Regions from separate parts of the Hordeum vulgare genome. Here region 2 is linked to region 1. The links are chromatin contacts, called in public Hi-C maps. All regions are on one chromosome and are shown on one strand. Each heading gives the region's core, a stretch centred on a gene start, on an enhancer-like site or on the middle of the called end of the contact. The rest is flanking DNA. Distances are from core to core; before and after follow the strand shown. Region 1 holds the start of LOC123447831 (F-box/kelch-repeat protein At2g44130-like). Region 2 holds the start of LOC123451169.

What was found. Hi-C and Micro-C count contacts between places; a contact is called where the count stands out from the background.
Region 2: a contact with region 1 is called in a Hi-C map of seedling, with 2.1 times the contacts expected there. The contact joins the promoter of LOC123451169 here to the promoter of LOC123447831 in region 1. A contact is called at or near these places in 1 of 6 Hi-C or Micro-C datasets (seedling) and 1 of 1 datasets of contacts at active chromatin or transcription factors (embryo).

The regions. Positions count from the first base shown.
Region 1 is chr4H:50,070,673-50,075,559 of MorexV3_pseudomolecules_assembly, forward strand. LOC123447831 (F-box/kelch-repeat protein At2g44130-like) reads left to right here and starts at 2,542. Exons shown (of 1, transcript XM_045124518.1): 1 at 2,542-4,234. The coding sequence starts at 2,665. The coding sequence ends at 3,777.
Region 2 is chr4H:50,519,611-50,524,497 of MorexV3_pseudomolecules_assembly, forward strand. LOC123451169 reads left to right here and starts at 2,242. Exons shown (of 3, transcript XM_045128181.1): 1 at 2,242-2,501; 2 at 2,655-2,934; 3 at 4,144-4,887. The coding sequence starts at 2,446. The coding sequence ends at 4,656.

The DNA of each region.
Region 1 (4,887 bases), core at 1,292-3,791:
CGGTTCAACCGCCCAGGGTGTAGGCGGTACAACCGCCCTAGACAGCGGTACATCCACTGAAAGAAAACATGAAATACCAGAACTGCTATAACTTCTACAAATGAGCTTCGAACTGAGCAAACTCAAGCTTGTTGGATTCAGGACGACAAGAGCTATCCAATAGCGACGTGAAACCTTAAGAAGAAGCACTTAGGAGAAATACCAATGGTATAGAGATGTGAAACCTCTATGAATGAAGAATCGACAAAAACTCCAACATCAAAAACATCATAGAAGATGCACATGAACTCCGTTTTCGATGAACTCGAGCTTGTCGTAAAGATGAGCATAAGCTCTAAAACTCACAAAGGGAAACACCAAACAAGAACCAAGAAATCTGATGCATCAATGCAAATGGTTTAGCTCTCAACGAACGATCCGATCAAGCTACTCACTTCAGAGCCCCCCTTGACACTACGACAATCTATCCTAAAATAGAAAAACCTATCAAGGGCAAACCTACACCTTGCACCTAGTCCACTTGAGCTAGATGATGATGATCTTGACTTCCTGAAGATGGACCACCTTTCTTGATTGCATTGGCTTGATGAAGAGTAGTTCATTGCTCCCCCATACTCACTATGGGTGAGCCACTCTTGAGCACATCTTCACAAGTCCATTGCCACCACAATGGACGACAAGCTTCAAGCATGATATCTTCGTGATGCTCCACTTGAACTTGCACACCGCAATCTCGATGATGATCACCACTTGATGTTATCCTTCATGGGTTGAATGAGATCCTCCTGTTGATGCAAACCCATGGAAACACACCTACCCCACACAGAACTCTCACGAAGACCATGGGTTAGTACACAAAAGCGTTATGGACAATGCTTACCATATCATGGGATCACTTGATCCCTCTCGGTACATCTTGTACGCTTTGTGTGTTGATCTTCTTGATTTACTCTTTGTCTTAGCCTTGATCAACCTTGTGTCTTTATGACCATTCTTTGGATAATACCTTGAATACCACCTTGGTCATCATATAAATTCCTTGAAACCAACATATGGACTTCAAGAAGTGCCTATGGACAAATCCTTCGTATATAAGTCAATCAAATATAAGTCCATAGGGATTGTCATCAATTACCAAAACTACATATGGAGAAATATGTCCCAACAGATACTCTTACCTTTAAAAGGCTACAACTAAACCATGTGTACTAGCAGACTATCACTTTTGTCTAATAACAAATTACTAACTAGAGATAACCTTGGCAAGAGACAACATTTTGAGGATGTTTCCTGCGTGTTGTGTAGTGAAGCCGAATCTCATCACCACCTAATTTTTTGATTGTGTGGTAGATACTGAAGTTTGGAATATTATTAGCACCCTCACCGGCCGTGGCAGAGCCAATGTCCGGCTAGCGTGGGCAGTCGACCGGGCTTCATCGACCAATGCTCCATTAATTGTGTTGCATATTATGTATCGCACCGTGAGTTCTTGTGGACAATTTTAGCTAAGTTTGCAACTCTCGAATCAAACGAGTAACTTGGTTCATGTTTGCTGCTCTGTGAGCTATCTTGAGAAGTAGAAATGTTACGATTCAGATCATCTAACATTGGAAGGAAAGTCACGTAAGGTACGTTACCCTGACTTCCCTTCACTAGATTCCCGTAAATCACAACCTAACATAATGATATAGAATGAGTGATAAACCATAGTGAAACGCGAACAACAATAATTTTTGAACAATGCGCCTTCTCTAACTTCCCTTCCCCATTTTAGACAAAGATGACATCTCTCTAACTTGCCTTGTGTAAGTTAGAGGATCCGGTTACTGAAGAAGGTGGCTATTGCTTGCTTCACGTGAAAGATATGCAAGAGGGCACGTTGCGATGCTTCAAGAAGCCCCCCCCCCCCCCATTTACCGTGGCTAGAGCCAGGCTGAAGCAGCAGGGAGTGCTTTGGGCTTTGTTCGGTTACTCCCTCTCCCAAAGGGATTGGAAGGGATTTGAAAGAATTTGACTTGCATGAGATTCAATCCCCTTCAGTTCCTGTTAAACCTTCTCCAAATTCCTATCAACCGAAAGCAACCTTAAGGATCATTCAGGCCTATGGTGGAGCGGCGGATGGGGTAGGACTTTCTGATGTTTTTATTTTCCCATAGTTGTATTATCATGTAACTTTTCCGTTGATCATTTTAAATTCACCAGCCTTGCTGGGACCGACGTATGCTCTCTTGTAAAAACTTGGCTGTTTTATTTCCCGTTGGTAGTCCTTGAAAAATCCTGCACAACTCTGTATTGTACTATTGTATTGTATTGTATTGTATTGTTTCTTTGAAATGGAACGGGGCAGGAGCCTTTTTTTCATCTAAAAGAGCAAATGCATCGTCCAATTTTTTTAGATGACATCGTCCAATTATTGAGAGGGCATGTTAGGGTCTCACTTTAAACAACACAACAGCGCACAAATCCGGCTGAAAAAACAGCCGCTTGCAACAGCTTTACCATCAAGTTGTTGCATTTTTCTTATTCGCTCACCAGCTGTCACACAGGCCCCAATCAATCAGTATGCGTGTCCCGTAGCTCCGCCAGCCTTCTATTTATCGCCCTCTCCCACGGACGGAGAGCGCCATCCAGAAGCAGCAGCAAAGCTCACACAAGTCACAAGCTATGATGAACCCAAAGAGCCGTGTCCAGGGGTGGGAGGCCGACCACGTCGACCTCATCCCGGGGATGCCCGACGACGTCGCCGTCGACTGCCTGGCGCGCGTCCCGCACGGATCCTACCGCTCGATGCGCCGCGTGTGCCGCGGCTGGCGGAGCGCCGCCGCCGCCCCGGAGTTCGCCCTGGCGCGCGCCGAGGCCGGCGCCAACGAGGATCTGGTCTTCCTCATGCAGTTCGGCAACCCGGTGGCCGGCGACGACGCGGCGCCCGAGGACGCCCCGGCGTACGGCGTGGCCGTGTACAACGTCACCACCGGGGAGTGGCACCGCGAGAGCTCGGCCCCGCCGGTGCCGATGTTCGCCCAGTGCGCGGCCGTGGGCACCCGCCTCGCCGTGATGGGCGGCTGGGACCCCAAGACCTTCGAGCCCGTGGCGGACGTCAACGTGCTGGACGCCGCCACCGGCGTCTGGCACCGCGGCGCGCCGATGCGGTCCGCGCGGTCCTTCTTCGCGTGCGCCGAGGCGGGGGGCAAGATCTATGTCGCCGGCGGGCACGACAAGCTCAAGAACGCGCTCAAGACGGCCGAGGCGTACGACGCGGAGGCCGACGGCTGGGACCCGCTCCCGGACATGTCGGAGGAGCGCGACGAGTGCGACGGCATGGCCACCGTCGCCGGCGACCGGTTCCTTGCCGTCAGCGGGTACCGCACGGGGCGTCAGGGAGGGTTCGAGCGGGACGCCGAGTGGTTCGACCCGGCGACCCGCGAGTGGCGCCGCCTGGAGCGCGTGCGCGCCCCGCCGTCGGCGGCCCACGTGGTGGTGCGCGGCCGCGTGTGGTGCATCGAGGGCACGGCCGTGATGGAGTGGCGCGGGGAGCGCCGGGGCTGGCTCGAGGTGGGGCCTTACCCGCCTGGTCTCAAGGCCGGCACGGCGCGCGCGGTCGCCGTCGGCGGCGGCGAGCGCGTGGTAGTGACCGGCGCCATCGAGTCCGAGGGAGGCGGCGGCGGCGGCGGGCACGCGCTGTGGGTGTTCGACGTCAAGTCCAAGAACTGGACCGTGGTGCGCCCTCCGCCGCAGTTCGCCGGCTTCGTCTTCTCCCTGGCATCCGTCCGCGTTTGATGAGATCCTTCCCCGGCGCCGCTCCCGACCAAGAAGACTACTACTACTACTAGTGAGTATGTATGCACGTTCTTGAGTTGCCATTGATGGATCTGAGATCCGCGGTCTCATCGCCTGAGATCTGCGCATCCCGGATGCAATCAACTACTACTACTCCGGAGGAATCATCGCCAGGAAAAGAACAAAAAAAAAAAGCATGAGGCATCATCGCCAAGAAGAAAACAACAAAAAATAACTAGAGGATTGTAGCTTGTCAGATCTGTCACCATGGGTGTAAACTCTCCTCTCCTCCCCAACTCTTTGCTGTTGAGACAGCCTGCCATTTCTGTTGTGAGACAGCGTGGTGTTTTGGTGTTCGATGATGGAGGATTGTTCCGTGATCTTAGCAATGAGTCGTTGTACTTGTACATATTATTGTCAGTTGGATTGGAAGATCATACGTGGTTCCTCCGTCTTCTGTCGAGATCCAGTTCTGCTGCAGCTCACAAAGGCTGCTGGTACCGTCTCAAATGTCCGTCTGTTTCGTGGCTGAACACATCTCGATGTAATGCCGGTGGCTCGCCGCCGTCGAACAATCATCTTTACGTTTCTTTCCGCACAATTTTCATTTTTCATTTTATTTGCGCCCCCGCCGCCCCGGCTGCTGGACCCGAAGAGGAGCTGACCTTGCCAGCCGATTCTTTCTATAATTAATCGCTAGGTGAGGCCTCGCACTCCACGCAACAGCGAACCGGCCAGCTATCCGTCCCCATCCGTTTCTCCTCCCACGTCGCCAACCGATTATGGCGTCCGTGCTTGGCCCACGATTCTGGACCATCTAGCACGGACGGGCATCAGCTGTAGCCAACTTTTATTATCGGGAGGAATCCTGACGCCGTTAGGTTGCTGTTAGCTGCATCCATCCATCTTCTTGGCTTGGGCAACGTGAAATTTGCAGGGGACACCCACACCCCCTTCGCCCCGCCCGCGAGCGGCTGGGCGAAACCCTAGCCGCCGCCTGCGGTCACTTCCCGCCTTCCCTCTTCGTCGCCGGCGTGCACGGCCAGGCAAATCCTGGCTTGCGTGGGCGGCGGCGGGGCCATCTTCCTCTTCGACGCGGTGCATCGCGGC
Region 2 (4,887 bases), core at 992-3,491, 450 kb after region 1:
TCCACAAAAAAAAGCTTGAGCTAATAATAATAATAATAATAATAATAATAATATGTCACAAGATCATGACAAATAGGTAAACTATGTAACTTTTAAATTGGGTAAAGCCAACAAAAAAATGTACCCATCCAAATCATGAAAAATATGGTTCATGTAGTTTCCGCGTTGGTCGTCCATTGACATTTATCTTCTTCGATCCACCTCAAGGGAGACGACCATCACACCAAATTCCTCTCACTCACCTCCTCTCTATATGTCATTGTGAGTGGATGCGCAACACTATCATTCTTTCCTTTGTCATCGTTGTTTGGTTGAAGGACCTTTTTTCCTTTTCAAAAGGAAAATACCCAGTGCCTTCGGGTTGATTCCAGAAGACTATTGAAGCTCTGATAGCAGATTTTCCATCATCAAATACAGTCCTAAATGTTGACGAACTGATGTCAGCTCCCAACAAAATCCAAGCAAACACCATGTGGCCTGCCCGATCTTCTTGCACAAATCACAGCGTGTTCGATGAGAAGACCATTGGGAGGGAAGGCCTGGGCAAAACGCAATCTTTCGCTCCGTTGCCACTTTGTGAGGGAACTTTTTTTCCCTATATTAGCATCTTGGTAATTTATATTTGTAGGATGGCAGTTCTTCGTACGCAGCATGGCAAATTCCTGAAGACACGCGTGTCAATTCTTTTCTGCAGCATCACAAATCTCTATGTTATATCATGTCATTTATCTTCTTGTAACATGGCAAATCATTGTCATTTTGTGGCAAATTTCTCATACTCTAGGTGGCAAAAAAAAATTGTCATGTGAAAATCTCCGGTATGCATGGCAATTTACTCTGCCACGATATGGCAAATTCCCGACAATTTTTCTGCTAGCATGCCTTTTTTTCAACATGGCAAATCTGTCTGCAATAGCATGACAAATGGATCTATTATAGCATGGCAATTCACGAGCGTTCAGTGAGAGTAGTTTTTCTAGGGAACACTCCGGGATGATGTTGTTAGCTCAAACAAGCCTTTTGTAGGGAACTTTCGTTCATTCGGTGACCTCTCTAACGGAACGTCAACGCGTTATTGGTGTCCTAAGTAATACTTCCTCCGTCCCAAAATAAATGACTTAAAAATGATTCAATTTTATACTAACTTTAATAAGTATAAAGTTGAGTCACTATCGAGTCATTTATTTTGGGACGGAGGGAGTATCATTCCTTTGATGGGACATGAGAACGAGCTTACTCCAAAACAAGCAAAGTAACTTATAGTGCATAAGCTCTTTCTTATGTCCCAACAGGTTAAACAACCAAAATCTGGTCTAGATTTGACAAACTTATTTTCTCATGGCAACTCTGATCTGCCAGCCTGCACATTTTATCACATTTCACCTCTTCCACGTCGGGAGCTACTAAATGTGGCACCTACTACTTCCTAAGTACCCCTTTGAATATCACAACCAATTCTAGTTGACAGAAAGGGTCACGATGGTCCTCTTGGCTCCGACGTGGAGCTTGGTTGGCACATGTATAGGCAATGAGAGCATATCATAGCCCCCAAACCCCACAGGAAAGAAGGACAAGCGCCCCAAAAGCAATCCTCTAACCTCTCCTTTGATTCACAACTTTAACCTCACTTAACCATAATTAAATCAGTCTCTTAAAGCCCACAATTCTTTCCTTTGTAGAGCAGTCCTGCCAACATGCCATGTGCAGAAACCTTCCCCCGGCATCTACCTTTGCTTCTTCGTCTCTTTATTGTGATGGTCTCCAAACTCCAAAGGAAAAGCATATATCCTTACCACCACCTTTAGCATTTGCACTGCTCTAGAGTTAATCAAATACACAGCTAAAATGCAACCACTAAATCACCTTACAAACAACTCTGGTGCAAATCAAGACTTTCTGAACATTGTACTCCACATATTGCACTAGGCAAATTAGTGATGTACATGCAACAACTCTTCATCAAGTTACATGCTGTAAAGTTCCAAGTTCCTAGGTAGTAGCAAAAGAAATACTGGTACTAGCATGATGGAGAGCAAAGTACAGAAATATTTGCGTTTTTTCTAGTGCCCTTTTGTCTTTATTTTACCCTGTGGTGTATGGCGGAGGGCAGAGCAGAGCCACCACCGGCCGGCCACCGCCCTCTCTGTCACTGGCATCTCCATGTGCCCCGATCACTGCATGTGGCTCCACCTCCGTTTCCTACTCACTCTTCCTGCCTCTCCGTCATAAAACCTCGCCTCTCCAACCCCAGTCTCTCCATATATAAAAGCTAAACCTGCTCCATCTAGGCTAATACAGCCTCGCTAGCTACATAGCTCGGCCATCTCATCGACCAGAAAGCCTAATAGTTATACCTGCCCATCCATTTCTCTTCCTCATCTCAAAACATCATCATCCTAGGCACAAGCACAAACTTCGTTCGTGACAAGAAGAAGAAGAAGAAGCATGAGCAATGGCAGCTCCCCCACATCTTCCTCCCCTTCGGTCTGCTCGAGGTCATGGTACGTGATTGCTAATGCTAATCAGTTGACATATGTGCTCCCGTTTTGCTTCTTAGTTTGTCAGCAAGTAGTAGTGTATCGTGATCTTCAGTTCTGATCACAAGAAGGTCAGGCCTGATCGTGTTTTGCGGCTTGTAATTAATTTGTTTGTAGGTCCATAAGTGAGGATTCTTTGAGGAGGTACGTGAGCTACGCTAGCGAGAGCTGCATCCAGGAGCTGCTCGCGGCGTCGGACTCGGGCGGCGCCGGACGCGGCGGGGGAGGAGGCGGCGACGAGGAGGACGGCGGGTGGCAGACGCTGGCGTACTGCAACGGCGTGGAGATAGCGAAGCGGCGGTCGGGGACGGGGCAGATGTTCCGGAGCCGGTGGCTGCTCTACGCCGTCTCGCCGGAGCAGTTCATGGCCGTCGCCAACGCCGTCGACGCAGCAAAGGTAACGCATATGAAATCTTCATTTCCTTTTCTTCTTCTTTCTTCTTCTGTATACTACAGTATTACAGTAACTGTTTTCAGAGAATTCGCTGTGTGTGATTTGGGCTCACGAACCAGCAGAAGTGTACTTATTTTATCAATAATGATGGGTTAGTCTGGGTAGTAGTACCACTGGGATGGTAGTCTCGGAGCCACTTTGGCAGCAGCTGGCTGGCTCGACTAGCTGGACAAGTTATGACCGCTTTAATTGGTCACGGAGGTGACGGTAACGCGTCGCGTGACTTGCCGACCCAACAACACATGCATGTCTATGTATTGATACACCCGTGACCGAATTCCATTCGCAGCCTGCCTAGCGTTGCACAGGCCAACCGTGAAGGGGGGCAGTAATTGATTCTGTGGGTGCGTACTGCACTTATTTTACCACTATCTGACATGGAGCAGCTGCAAGCGAGCGGGCACGCGAGAGTTTGCGAGCCCACAAGTACGAGCCAAATCATTTGACCTCGAGATCCCAGAGCGAGCAGAGAGCACGCCATACGAGGATGATTAACTAGATGCATGCATGTGTGCAATCTGTGATTAATCGGTGGCAATCGCATGCAGACATGCATGGCCGCCCCATATGGCCACGCCCACGCGCATGTGGAGCCAGATGCATCTTCCTTCCAACTATACAGAATAAAATGGAATTAAACAGCAAACTTAGGAACTGGATATCCAAACCCTTGAAAGTGCCGATATTAGTGGTAACTTTGTTTTTAGGCCTACAAGGAAGGCATGTGATATTTTTAGAGTACAGTCGAACCGTGAATTTGCATATACGCAAACAAAATAAGATGCATAGGACAGACGAACGTGCAGTGGCCATTCTTTGACTCGAAAGTTATGTAACTAGGCTGGGTGCAAAATATCAATACTCCTACCTAACCTCTTTAAGTACACCACTCGGTGATCATGGCGCTAGGTTGCCCACCATGCATGTTCGGATGGTCCATTGGTCCTGTTCCTCCCTCATCTGGTAGACTGAGCTTCTACCGTTTTGGATGTAGCTACTGTTCTGATATTCCTCACAAGAAAGGCTAGTCCGCTAACATTGCATTATTAACCCTGCCAACTAGTTACGCTTAGCTGGAGTTCACTATACAAAAAAATATCCTCCAGTGAGCATTTTACCAATCCAATGTGCTGTTGCTGTTATCACGTGCAGCAGTGGGAGTCTGACCTGGTTGACGCGACGTACATCAAGGAGCTGGGCGAGGACCTGAGCATCATCCACCTCAAGTTCGGCGACACCTCGAAGCGGCCGGCGGGTGGCCTCTTCCGCCGCCGCGACCTCGTCGTGTACGAGCGACGGCAGACGATGGACGACGGCACGCTGGTGGTGGCCGTGGCGTCGCTGCCCAAGGAGATCGCGGCGGGCCTTCTGCCACGGGACTCCAAGGGCCGGAGCTCCGTCGGCCGGGGCCTGCTCCTGCAGTCGGGGTGGGTCGTCGAGAAGCTGGACGCCGACCACGACGGCGTCGAGTCCTGCATCGTCACCTACGTCGTACAGCTTGACCCGGCGGCCGGGTGGCTGCCCCGGTGCATCGTCAGCCGGCTCGACAACAAGCTCGTCACCATCATCGCCAAGCTCAAGAAGCTGGCGCAGGCCACTACGTCTACCTGCCCGTCAGCGCCACCACCCGCCCCTAGTTGCAACTCCAGCTCCGAGGAGAATTAAAGCGTCTCAATTCTCTTGCACTGTCACCATTAATTAGGCGGGCGTGAAGTAAATACTACGGTTTTGTGGAAATGGTGTCTCGTACTGGGGTACGTACTAGTGTTTGATCGAGCGAGAATGTGTGTATACCTACTTTGGCTTTTGCAATCGACTGCACGGATGCATGCTTGTAAGTGCTCACGAAAAGTGCTAGCTAGCTAGCTGCAGTCTACTTAGTACGTATAAAGGAAA